Regions from separate parts of the Bombyx mori genome. Here region 2 is linked to region 1. A link is a contact called in public Hi-C data. All regions are on one chromosome and are shown on one strand. The core of a region is the stretch at or near the end of the contact, and the rest is flanking DNA. Distances in the headings are between cores, read along the strand shown.

Region 1 (5,304 bases), core at 1,820-4,319:
AACACATGCCTATTTTTTCACACAAAAAATGGTAGATATTAACGAAGTTGTTGGCGCAATGTTTTTTGGTTGAGTTCATAACGACTTGATGTTAAAACTTTGACAATGTATGCTTTGATTTAACTATATTCTAAAGACGATAATAAAAAATATTGTGTTCCAATTTTATTTGACAGATCAATGTCCAAGAAAATAAATATCGCATGGCATTGAGCATCGTCTACTTGTGTATGCGAATAAAACGGACAAGTGCGTATCTGCCAATGTACAGAAAAGGGTTCCGTAGGCATAATGAATAAATTCACGACTAAAATCCATTTAAATAAAAATTCAATGGTTTTCGTAGGTTGGCGCATCACTAGATAAGGGTTGGATCGATTTAATTAGCGATTTTTAGAGAAAATAAGATTCGATTGTTTTCCGAATAAAAAAATTTGAATTTCTTACAGGACGCCGGACTTAAAACTGTAAGCACGATACATATAAAAGTGTAGGTATTTTCAAAAAGAATACTCTGTTTTGCCCATTTTTGAGTGAGTTTTTCTTTTTTGTTTAGATAGGTGGATGAGCTCACAGCCCACCTGGTGATAAGTCGTTACTGCAGCCCATAGACATCCACAACGCAAATACGCCACCCACCTTGAGCTAAGGTCTCAGTATAGTTACAACGGCGGCCCCCCCTTTCAAACTGAAACCCATTACTGCTTCACGGCAGAAATAGTCAGGGTGGTGGTACCTACCCGTGCGGACTTACAGAGGTCCTACCACCAGTACTAGAGACGATATCTAGTATTAAATGTACCGGTTTAAAAATACATTTTTATAATATTTTAATACAGCACGCACTGAAACACAAACAAAAATCCGGTAACGCATGTGGTCATCGGTATTCTTGTAACGCGAATTTTCTTCATTTTAGAAAGCGTTTAAGACATTAATAGACCTAATTTATATTGCTTAGTGTTGGATGCTTAGGTTTCTTGAATAAAACTTCCAAATAGATCTTGAGCTTGTATTTTCTTTATACAGGTTTTTTTCTTAATTTTTATGTTGCGAACAAGTTAGCTTGGTACGGCGATTTTTTTAAGTGTAAATGGTGTAGGTGAAAATAAATAAAATTATCAAGATTGCTCCTTAACATTTCGTAGGCTATAACACTTAGGAAATACTATTATTCTCTAGCTGAAGAAATATATACAGCTTTGACCACGGAAACGATTCCTATATTGTAATATTTGTTTAAAGTTAAGTAAAGATCCACAGCAACGAGGTCAATCACCAATTAATCGTAGTTGTAATGAATATTGTTACAAATATCAACACTACTTCTACGTAAGCGCGTCATGTACGCAACCGTCTTTTTGACCTTAGATAAGGAGTGATAATGCACCTTTACTGTTAATAAAGACTTAGACCAGGAGATCTATACTATTACCGAACTTCAAGCGCTTACCCACTGAGTTTCTCGCGGGATCTTCTCAGTGGCTCGCGTTTCCGATCCGGTGGTAGATTCTACGAAGCAATGCTCTCGCTAGGGTTAGTGTTAGCAATTCTCTTTGATTGAGCCCGTGAGCTCACCTACTGGTCGGCTTGAAGTCGGAATAGCCCCTTAGGCTAGGTAGGAACCAACAACTAGGTAGGAAAAAAGCTAGCTTTTTTTAATTGCTAACGTTCAATGTCATTAAATATAGACCCCAGATCATACCTTATGTTGTGTATATGACCTTGGGCCGGTGATATGGTGTGCTATAAGTGCGAGGGGTGGAGTGCGTGGAGTGCTCTGCCTATACTTCTACGTTAAAAATGAATTTCGCGTTCTGATGTAAAATAACACGATATCCCTTACTACAATGCAATCGAAACTTTGATCTACTGTATCAAAGTAGGTGGCAATATGGTGCGCTAATTGTGAGCATTTGTGAGCAGCCCTGAGATTAATGAATAAACAAAACTTCGATCACTTTATCACGGTTTCATTTGTAGAAACTTACAAATAAGTATGTAGCTTCACGGAGGGGAGACGGCTGTTGATATTAGGAAGCACACAGGATTAATATCACAACTTCGCAGCTCAGGTCACCAAATTCGCTTTCGGAGCCTACCAACAACCCAAGGCAACTCTTAAAAGGAATTCAAAAGGTACTTTCTCTTCCCACACGCATTATACACAGCAACTTACTTACGAATTATGAAGAACGTCAAGGAAATACCGTGACACCTAATACCCAATGACTATTATCCCCATTACCGTCACCTACATCTGCTGCTCGGTCACGTGCTCTGAGCAGACGCCGACAACCACATTCCTACCTCCTGAACTACATGTGAATTAAGCAGCCATTCGCACAGAAAACACATACCTACCCACGTCGACAGATAACGGCTTCTAGGAAGTAGGTTCGGAGGTTATCGCTGACGATTTAATGACACGGCCGCTTGGTTTTAGTTATCAGCACTTGTTATATTTGAAAAAAAAGTTTTAAATAAGGTTAAGCCGACGACTGGCCCCATTATAATTTTAGATTTACATTACATTAATTGAAGCCAATATATCAAACCACGGGCACTTTGATTTAAGTGATACCTTAATACAACCAACTCAGCTTAATACAACCGTCCACCTTGATACGTGACATCAAGGTGTCTATGATATAACTATCCTGCTTTACAAAAAATAATATTGCAAAGTTGGGTGGACGAGCCCACGGCACACTTGTGGTTAAGCGTTTGACAGAGCTCATAGACATCAACAGTGTATATAAATACCGAAACCCACCGTGTCTATTCTAAGTCTCAGTTTTACAGCAAGATGACTGCCACACCGTTGAAACCAAAATGCATTACAGCTTCACGACAGAAATAGGCACACAAAACATCTTAGCACCATTAAAAAATATCAATTTTTCTGTAAAAATAAGCGTGTTAGTGGTACTAAGTAGCATAGGCTACCAAACCCTGGTAGAATTTGCTGGAGGCGTGAATTATTTCCTAGCGACTACACATACTTATACCTTTCTACAAATGTGCAGTAAACAATAAATAAAACATAACACGCATACATGGAAGCCGCGATGACGTCATGCGACAACCTGTCGCCCTCGCCGTGTAATTAAACCCGTCCGAAGGCGCAGGGACGTGACTGCTTCGATAGATCACTTATCGATAAATTGCAAGATTCTTTATTAGCACCGAGTGCTTAGGGACTAGATTTTAAAATATGCAAAGAATCAGATATGTTCAAGATAAATCAGTAAAAGGTGTTTTCGAGAATCAGAGATGTGAGTTCGAGGCGCAAATGGTGCAAAAAACCGGAGAGTTTCATAAATACTATCAAAAAATCAATTTGCCAACCTATTACTACTGCAGGTGCCATGTCTGTCTTTATATTATTTTACGTGTGTTAGAGCTGACACAAGCCAGCGATAACAAAAGAACGATGGTGATCCCACATTGATTTAATTACTACTTGGAGTACAGAAATATTGCTAACGATAAATACAGGGGAGGTGGCTGTCCATCTTAACATAGCGCTTAGTAATTTGCCCGATAGTAAAAGTCGTGATAAATATATACAATTTTAGGATAGTTTGCGAGATTTAGTGACGCTTATGTTCTCGATTATAAACTAATGAGACTATTACAATATATATATATATATATATATATTATTGCTTTCGATAGGCATATATATATATATATATATATATTATTGCTTTCGATAGGCATACGAGCTTACGGCTCATCTGATGGGAAATGATAACCGTCGCCCATAGACATCCAAATTACATCAGAGACTCAGATGCGCTGCCTATCCTGGCCTGGATGGGCAGCCTTATGTATGTTACACCAGCTATCCTGTCCTTCAGACCGGAACACAGTATTACTGTTTTGCGGCAGAAATAGACAGGACGGTGGTACCAACCCGGGCGGGCTTCTACACAGAACCCTACCACCAGTATAGACAGGACGGTGGTACCAACCCGGGCGGGCTTCTACACAGAACCCTACCATATCTAATTGATATAAGTGCTACTGAATACCAATACGATTTTAAGTATCATCTGTAGTTACCTGTGTGGTTACCGTCTATTTTGGCATGAGAGACGACGAGAATTCTGATTTTGCCATGCTTTGACCGGAATATAGACGGTTTCGCGACAGAAATAGATAGGGCTGATCTCATGTTTGTTCACAACATGTCCTTTTATTAAAACTTCAATATCGATACAAGAGGAGTGCATCACTAAGCCGACCCCCACGATAGCTCGTTTTATTAAGGAGAGTTTTTTGTGCGGCCACACGTGCTTGCCATACCTCGCCTGGATCGTCTTGTCCGACTTATTATGTACGGATATTATATTGCTTTTAGTATATCTAGTGAATCTCTACTACACTGGTGGTAGGACCTCTTGTGTCCCGATATGGGTAGGTACCATCGCCTTGCCTATTTCTGCCGTGAAGCAGTAATACGTTTAGGTTTGAAGGGTGGGGCAGCCGCTGTGACTATACTGAGACCTTAGAACTTATATCTCAAGGTGGGTGGCGCATTTACGTTGTAAATGTCTATGTGTAACATAACCCATAGACATAGTGCCCTGAGTTTCTCGCCAGATTTCCTCAGTAGGTCACGATTCCGATTCGGAGGTAGATTATGCGAAACACTACTCTTGCTAGGGCTAGAGTTTTTTAGGCTATATGAACCGCAAAAGTGATAAGAATTTATTACCATTATTAACTTTATGTTTTTTTTGAGTTCGGCCAAGGATTAAACCCGTGTTCCGTACAACAAGTCAAAGTCAACAATTAGTCCAGCAGAGCGATCAACTACACTGATGAACCTATTAAAACATTTCATGGCACAATTTCATGACCTTCTATATATATTTTTGTAGTTTTATTGCTTAGATGGATGGACGAGCTCACAGCCCACCTGGTGTTAAGTGGTTACTGGAGCTCATAGACATCTACAACGTAAAAAGTGCCACCCACCTTGAGATGTAAGTTCTAAGGTCTCAGTATAGTTACATATTACATATATACAGTATAGTATCAATCTTAACAATATTTTTGGAGTTTACTCCTTTAGAATCGATTTACATATATAGGCCCGGGGTATGAAAATTATGGGGACCAAAATCGTACTAGCATGTCACACGAAATGCGTTATGCGCCTGATTGCGCATGTCACACGAAATGCGTTATCGCAGGTGACGCCGGGCTGCTGCGCCGGCAGTCCGCCACAAAGCCTCGTACTGATCGCGCGTTTCTCTCATTATTGTATTTTCATATATTTGTTAGTCGTTT
Region 2 (5,047 bases), core at 1,761-4,260, 310 kb after region 1:
GTTACTGGAGCCCATAGACATCCACGACGTAAATGCGCCACCCACCTCGAGATATAAGTTCTAAGGTCTCAAGTATAGTTACAACGGCTGCTCCACCCTTCAAACCGCATTACTACTTCACGGTAAAAATAGACAGAGTAGTGGTACCTACCCGTGCGGACTCGCAAGAGGTCCTACCACCAGTGTGAACTACCGTCAGTCTACTTTCCACTCGGACATACCATTTGCTGTTTAGATCGCTCAATGTAATTTTGTTTTCTAATTATGTTTATAATCTATCTGTTTCTACCTATTTACTGTGACAAACAAACAGTAAGTGTACCTACTGTTTGTACTTTAGTAGTTGATGTATATTTAACTTCACTATTATGACGAAAGCCAGAGATAGTATTCTAGCCTCTTTTTACAACAAACAACAGACAAACATCGTCAGCTTTTACTGGATTCATGCTCGGATAGCTTATTTTAAGGAAATTCAGTTTGCTCAATCAGTGCACATACCTACCGCTGTAATTTTTATTCCTGCGGCCCTGTTGTCGTTTGTTCCCCGAAAAGAGTAGACATTGCATTGGAATATTAGAGTAAAACACAGTAAGATATAAGTAGTCAAAAAGAGGTAACAGGTGATATTTGGAAAGTTGTAGAATCTCAACGTGAGCCGGTCTCTGTTTCTGCTAGTTAACAGCTGGATAGAATAAGATTTTTGGATTTATCGTCCGCATATAGAGGAGCACCTTATACCTTCTACAACTTCGAGCTTCATGTAGCGAGTGAAGCGGTAGTAACAGCAGCTTTCGATTGCATAGGGCATAGCGCAAGTGTTTCGCCAATGTACAAAGGAATACTAGGATAAATACTTCTTGTGGTACCACCCCGCACAGATGCAAAATATTTTTCTCAAACGGCAAAAATATCATTAAAAAAAATTCTCCGACAAAATGAATGAAACTAATTACCGATTGTCGAATGAGAAGCATCGTCAATACCACCATATTTCATTAGAACAATGTCATTGTGTAGGTGCACCTAGAATGCACGTGTCGATGTTGTGTAATAAAACAATAGTATCGGTACACGTGTAGTGCACGTGTTGTACGACACTCAGCGGCCATAGAGAATGCCGTATTGTTTTTTTTACGTTCTTTTAGGGGACTTCGTCTAAGCAGCATCTTTAACTAATTTTGAATTTTATAAAGAGAGGTAGGCTAGCAGATAGACGGGCAATATAGAGGGCAAGCGTTCCAGAGGACGCAGTCCTACGAGATGGTCGGACCAAATTCGGTCTTGTCTGGACATGAAGCTCCACGAGGCCAAGGATCGCAGCACATGGAAAACAATCGTATAAGAGAGATTGATACAGCGTGGGAGTCACGACCCTCAGTAATGAGAAGGACGACGCGGGGGAGGGTAGCAGAATGTCAATATGCTACGGGAACTCGTGGGCACAATTCATGTTACTTGACCAAGTATAAGACTAACCTAGGTACTATAATTTCTCCAGGTGGCTCCACCCATCTTGAGACAGAAGTCTCAATTGTATTATGTAGTAGCTGCCGGAGTTTTCCTGCAGGCAAGATTACTTCACGACAGGTAGGCAGGGTAATGATACCTATCAGCCGTAAATGTCAGTTGGCGATCGCAGTGTGCTGCTCTTTCTCTAGTATATTCCTTTCACGACACCGTCGTGATGAGACGGAGTGGTGCTGGTTCCACAGCCAAGCCAGCCCAGCACTCTTTAGTGGTTTCGTGTTGAAGTTTAATTTTTTATCGGCCGTGAAGCAGTAATGCGTTTCGGTTTGAAGGGTGGGGCAGCCGTTGTAACTATACTGAGATCTTAGAACTTATATCTCAAGGTGGGTGGCGCATTTACGTTGTAGATATCTATGGGCTCCAGTAACCACTTAACACCAGGTGGTCGGTGAGCTCGTTCACCCATCTAAGCAAAAAAAAAAATTTCGGGAATGTCGCCAGTACACTTACCTCTACTAACCTTTATTCAAATTGGTAATGTAACACAAGTTTCAGACCATAATTTTCCTGTACTCACTTTATAATAATACGCATATACTTTTTAAGCACATTGTAAAATAGTAATTAGTTGAAGAAAGGTAATAATAATTACCGTCGAATGAACAAGTAAACAAATTACTAATTTGTTTATTATTTTAAGTTGTTTACTTTTCCCAATAGTGTTTATAAATTATAGGCATTAACTCACCTAATTCTGTTTATCTTTAATCTGTAGGTATGCTGCTTTCCAAAGTTTGTGTCGTGAAGTAGTTGTCCGTTGCCTCTTGAGCGGCAGGAGGGCCGTCAGTCTAATATAATTACGACTTCAGCGGATCTCTTCTTTCAACATACAACAACAAACGCATACATTTAACATCTGAAGAGCCGTTTGCTTAGTTGAAATACTATTCTATATTTGTATTTCGTAACGACTCCGTTTCATTGTCACAAGTCTTTTATTGGTAGGCTTCATGAAGCTAGCTCCATCTAGCGACCGAAAGCAAAACTAAAATTTACGTTCAAATTAATATTTTTATTCAGTATGTGATAATATATGGGATTTAGTATATAATTTAAGAGTTGGTTTAAAAAAGTAAGCAATGTGTAAAATTTCTCTGTACTGTTTTTTTTTTAAATTATTTAGTCCCAATTTTAATTTGTCAAAAGGCACTATGATGATGATTCATATCCAGGTAAGGTGTAATCTTTCTTATTATCGTTTTTATTTCAATATTACAACGGTATTTGAAGTCCTGAGATAAAATATTCCTAAACAACAATAAGATTAGAAGCAAGATAGAGACAGGTAGAGTTATAAGAAGGTGGAGCTTGCATTCCTCGTATAAACAAATCGAAGGTGTTTTGTAGCTCGTCTGCGGTTACAAATGAAGTGCATGGCCATTATCGCGAAGGTGTTATAATATGGCAGCGAGCGGTAGGGCGATGAGCGGCGGCAGTCGGGCGCAGTAATTAAGCCGCGGAGGGGGGCGGGGGCGCGGGACAGGGCGGGGCGAGAGGCGGCGACACTCCGCCGTGCGTCGCGCACCACACTGCACGTCCGACCGCGCGCGGGCCATGGTCGCGAGAACCGATGAGAGCATGTTTGGCTGCTATGGTGACAGCTACTCGTACCGCCTGTGGAGCCTGGCCAACGTGTGGGGCGCCTGCCGATGTGAGTAGTGCCTCGACGGCGGCCCGTCCCCGAACTTTCACCGCTGACGTCAGCGGAGGCTGTGATTCTCGGTTTAGTACGACGTAATTGCGATTGATAGTCCGCGAGTTGTGCGACGCGATATCGGAATCTGATAGTAGCCGGTGGTCTCGTTCAGTGAGGTGTGAGAACGGTGTCGCTCGATGAAAGTGCAGAGCGCGCTTATGGGAGTTGGCGGTTGGTACGAACGTTCGGCAGCCGCTTGGCTTGCGGACATGAGGAGTAAGCAAGTCCCGACGTCCACCACCTCGGCCAGGCGGCTTGCGGCCTTAAGTAAGCTTCGTTTCCTTTTGTTTTAATTTGCATTATCTATCTTCTACCAGTATTATTAACATCTTACTTTTCTTTCCTTTTAATTTATATTTCATTTTTAATTTCCTTCCAAAGTTTCATGTGAAACTTAATTTTAAAGTTACTCAAAAATTCAGTGAAAATAAAAGAGTAATAATTTCCCTAGCCCGCTCGTGTAACAGATAAAACTTACAACTTGAATTTCCCAAGTTCACCGCGATTAATCGAAACAGGTGAAAAAACATAACTTGGATGACATTAAAAATAATATTAGAACAGGTCTTCACGTTTCTAATGAACGGTCGGACGACCTGTCCCCCGTCTCCCCCGGGATATAATTCATCCACTTGAGAATCGGGAACAGGTACAAACAGACTTGAAAGAAAGTTTCGTTTGTCGAGGGGAACCCGCTTGCTTTCACCGTCTTAAATCGTAAATGATTATGTTGTTTTAATTCATTTGCTTTTTATTCTTTTACCTACTTTTTATTTTATTCTTCCTCTTTGAGCGCCGCCTGTCTGAGTGGATGTAATAGGGACGTTTGATGCGTTCTGTCGTTTTTACAATGCGCTTAGAACGAGTCGGAACGCGGACGAATAAATTAGTTGAAAGTTGCGTTTTATCGCTAATTCGGGACGATCAAACGATATGTCGTGACGTTTGTGTTTAACGATAAACTATACAATAAACTTCGTATGTATCAAAGATGAACAACGGACGGACGCAAATATTTACAAAATAATAAAAACTACTTAAAACGTGCAGATCGTCAAACGTCTAAAAATAATAATAATGAACTTCAATATAATTAACAAAAAAACATACTTAAACAAGGAAAACCCTAAGTAATGGAATCTTATCGAGAATGGAAACCGGGCAAACTAGCTGTGTGTACCTAGAACAGATAAAATGAAGCGATGCCTACCTATTGGCACTCTAATTACTTGTTTGTTTTACAAGTAACGATCTGTGAGCATCTCATTAAATGTTTGTCAAGCATTTAGATCTGTGAGCTTTGTGATTTAAGGCATGATTCATCGAATGAGTCATTAACTGATTTTTGTTTATTGCATTTTCACCTCTTGACTTCTCCAGTCTGAATCATTGGAGGTGTAACAGACAGTCAAGCTTATTTATAGGCTTATTAGCTAAAGGTAAAATTGCGTGAATGTGTTGTGCGGTATCCACATAAGGTACAAGACTAATGAAGTGAAAATTTTTAACTTAATCGGTAATTTTGTTCTTTTAATCGATTTTAATAAATGCAATTCTTAAAACAACCGAAACCAAAAAAATCTATTTCCAAACGAAAATAGCCTCTTCTCCGCTCTGGAATTCGATAGCAAAAAGACAGGTTTTTTCAAAAAAGGGCCAGGTTTACATAAACATTGAATTTTTTAAACGCTAGACCAGCAGGCGATCTCGTTGTTCGATCTAGGCAACACAACAACCAATAATATTTCGCAGAAAAACTTTTTTTTTTATTGCCCTTGTAGGCAGATGAGCATACGGCCCACCTGATGGTGAGTGGTTACC

Evidence for each region. Hi-C and Micro-C count contacts between places; a contact is called where the count stands out from the background.
Region 2: a contact with region 1 is called in a Hi-C map of posterior silk gland, with 2.1 times the contacts expected there. The contact joins the promoter of LOC101742904 here to the enhancer-like site in region 1. A contact is called at or near these places in 3 of 7 Hi-C or Micro-C datasets (middle silk gland, posterior silk gland and whole pupa).

What each region holds. Positions count from the first base shown.
Region 1 is chr9:16,314,667-16,319,970 of ASM3026992v2, forward strand. No RefSeq gene overlaps it. Among protein-coding and RNA genes, the nearest start is that of Mir2774c, 52 kb to the right of the region's middle. Within about 2 kb of position 3,070, at least 7 of the 8 cell types and tissues checked have open chromatin away from gene starts, as enhancers often do.
Region 2 is chr9:16,623,198-16,628,244 of ASM3026992v2, forward strand. It overlaps LOC101742904 (zinc finger protein 1), which reads left to right and starts at 3,011. Exons shown (of 4, transcript XM_012694745.4): 1 at 3,011-3,493. The coding sequence starts at 3,364.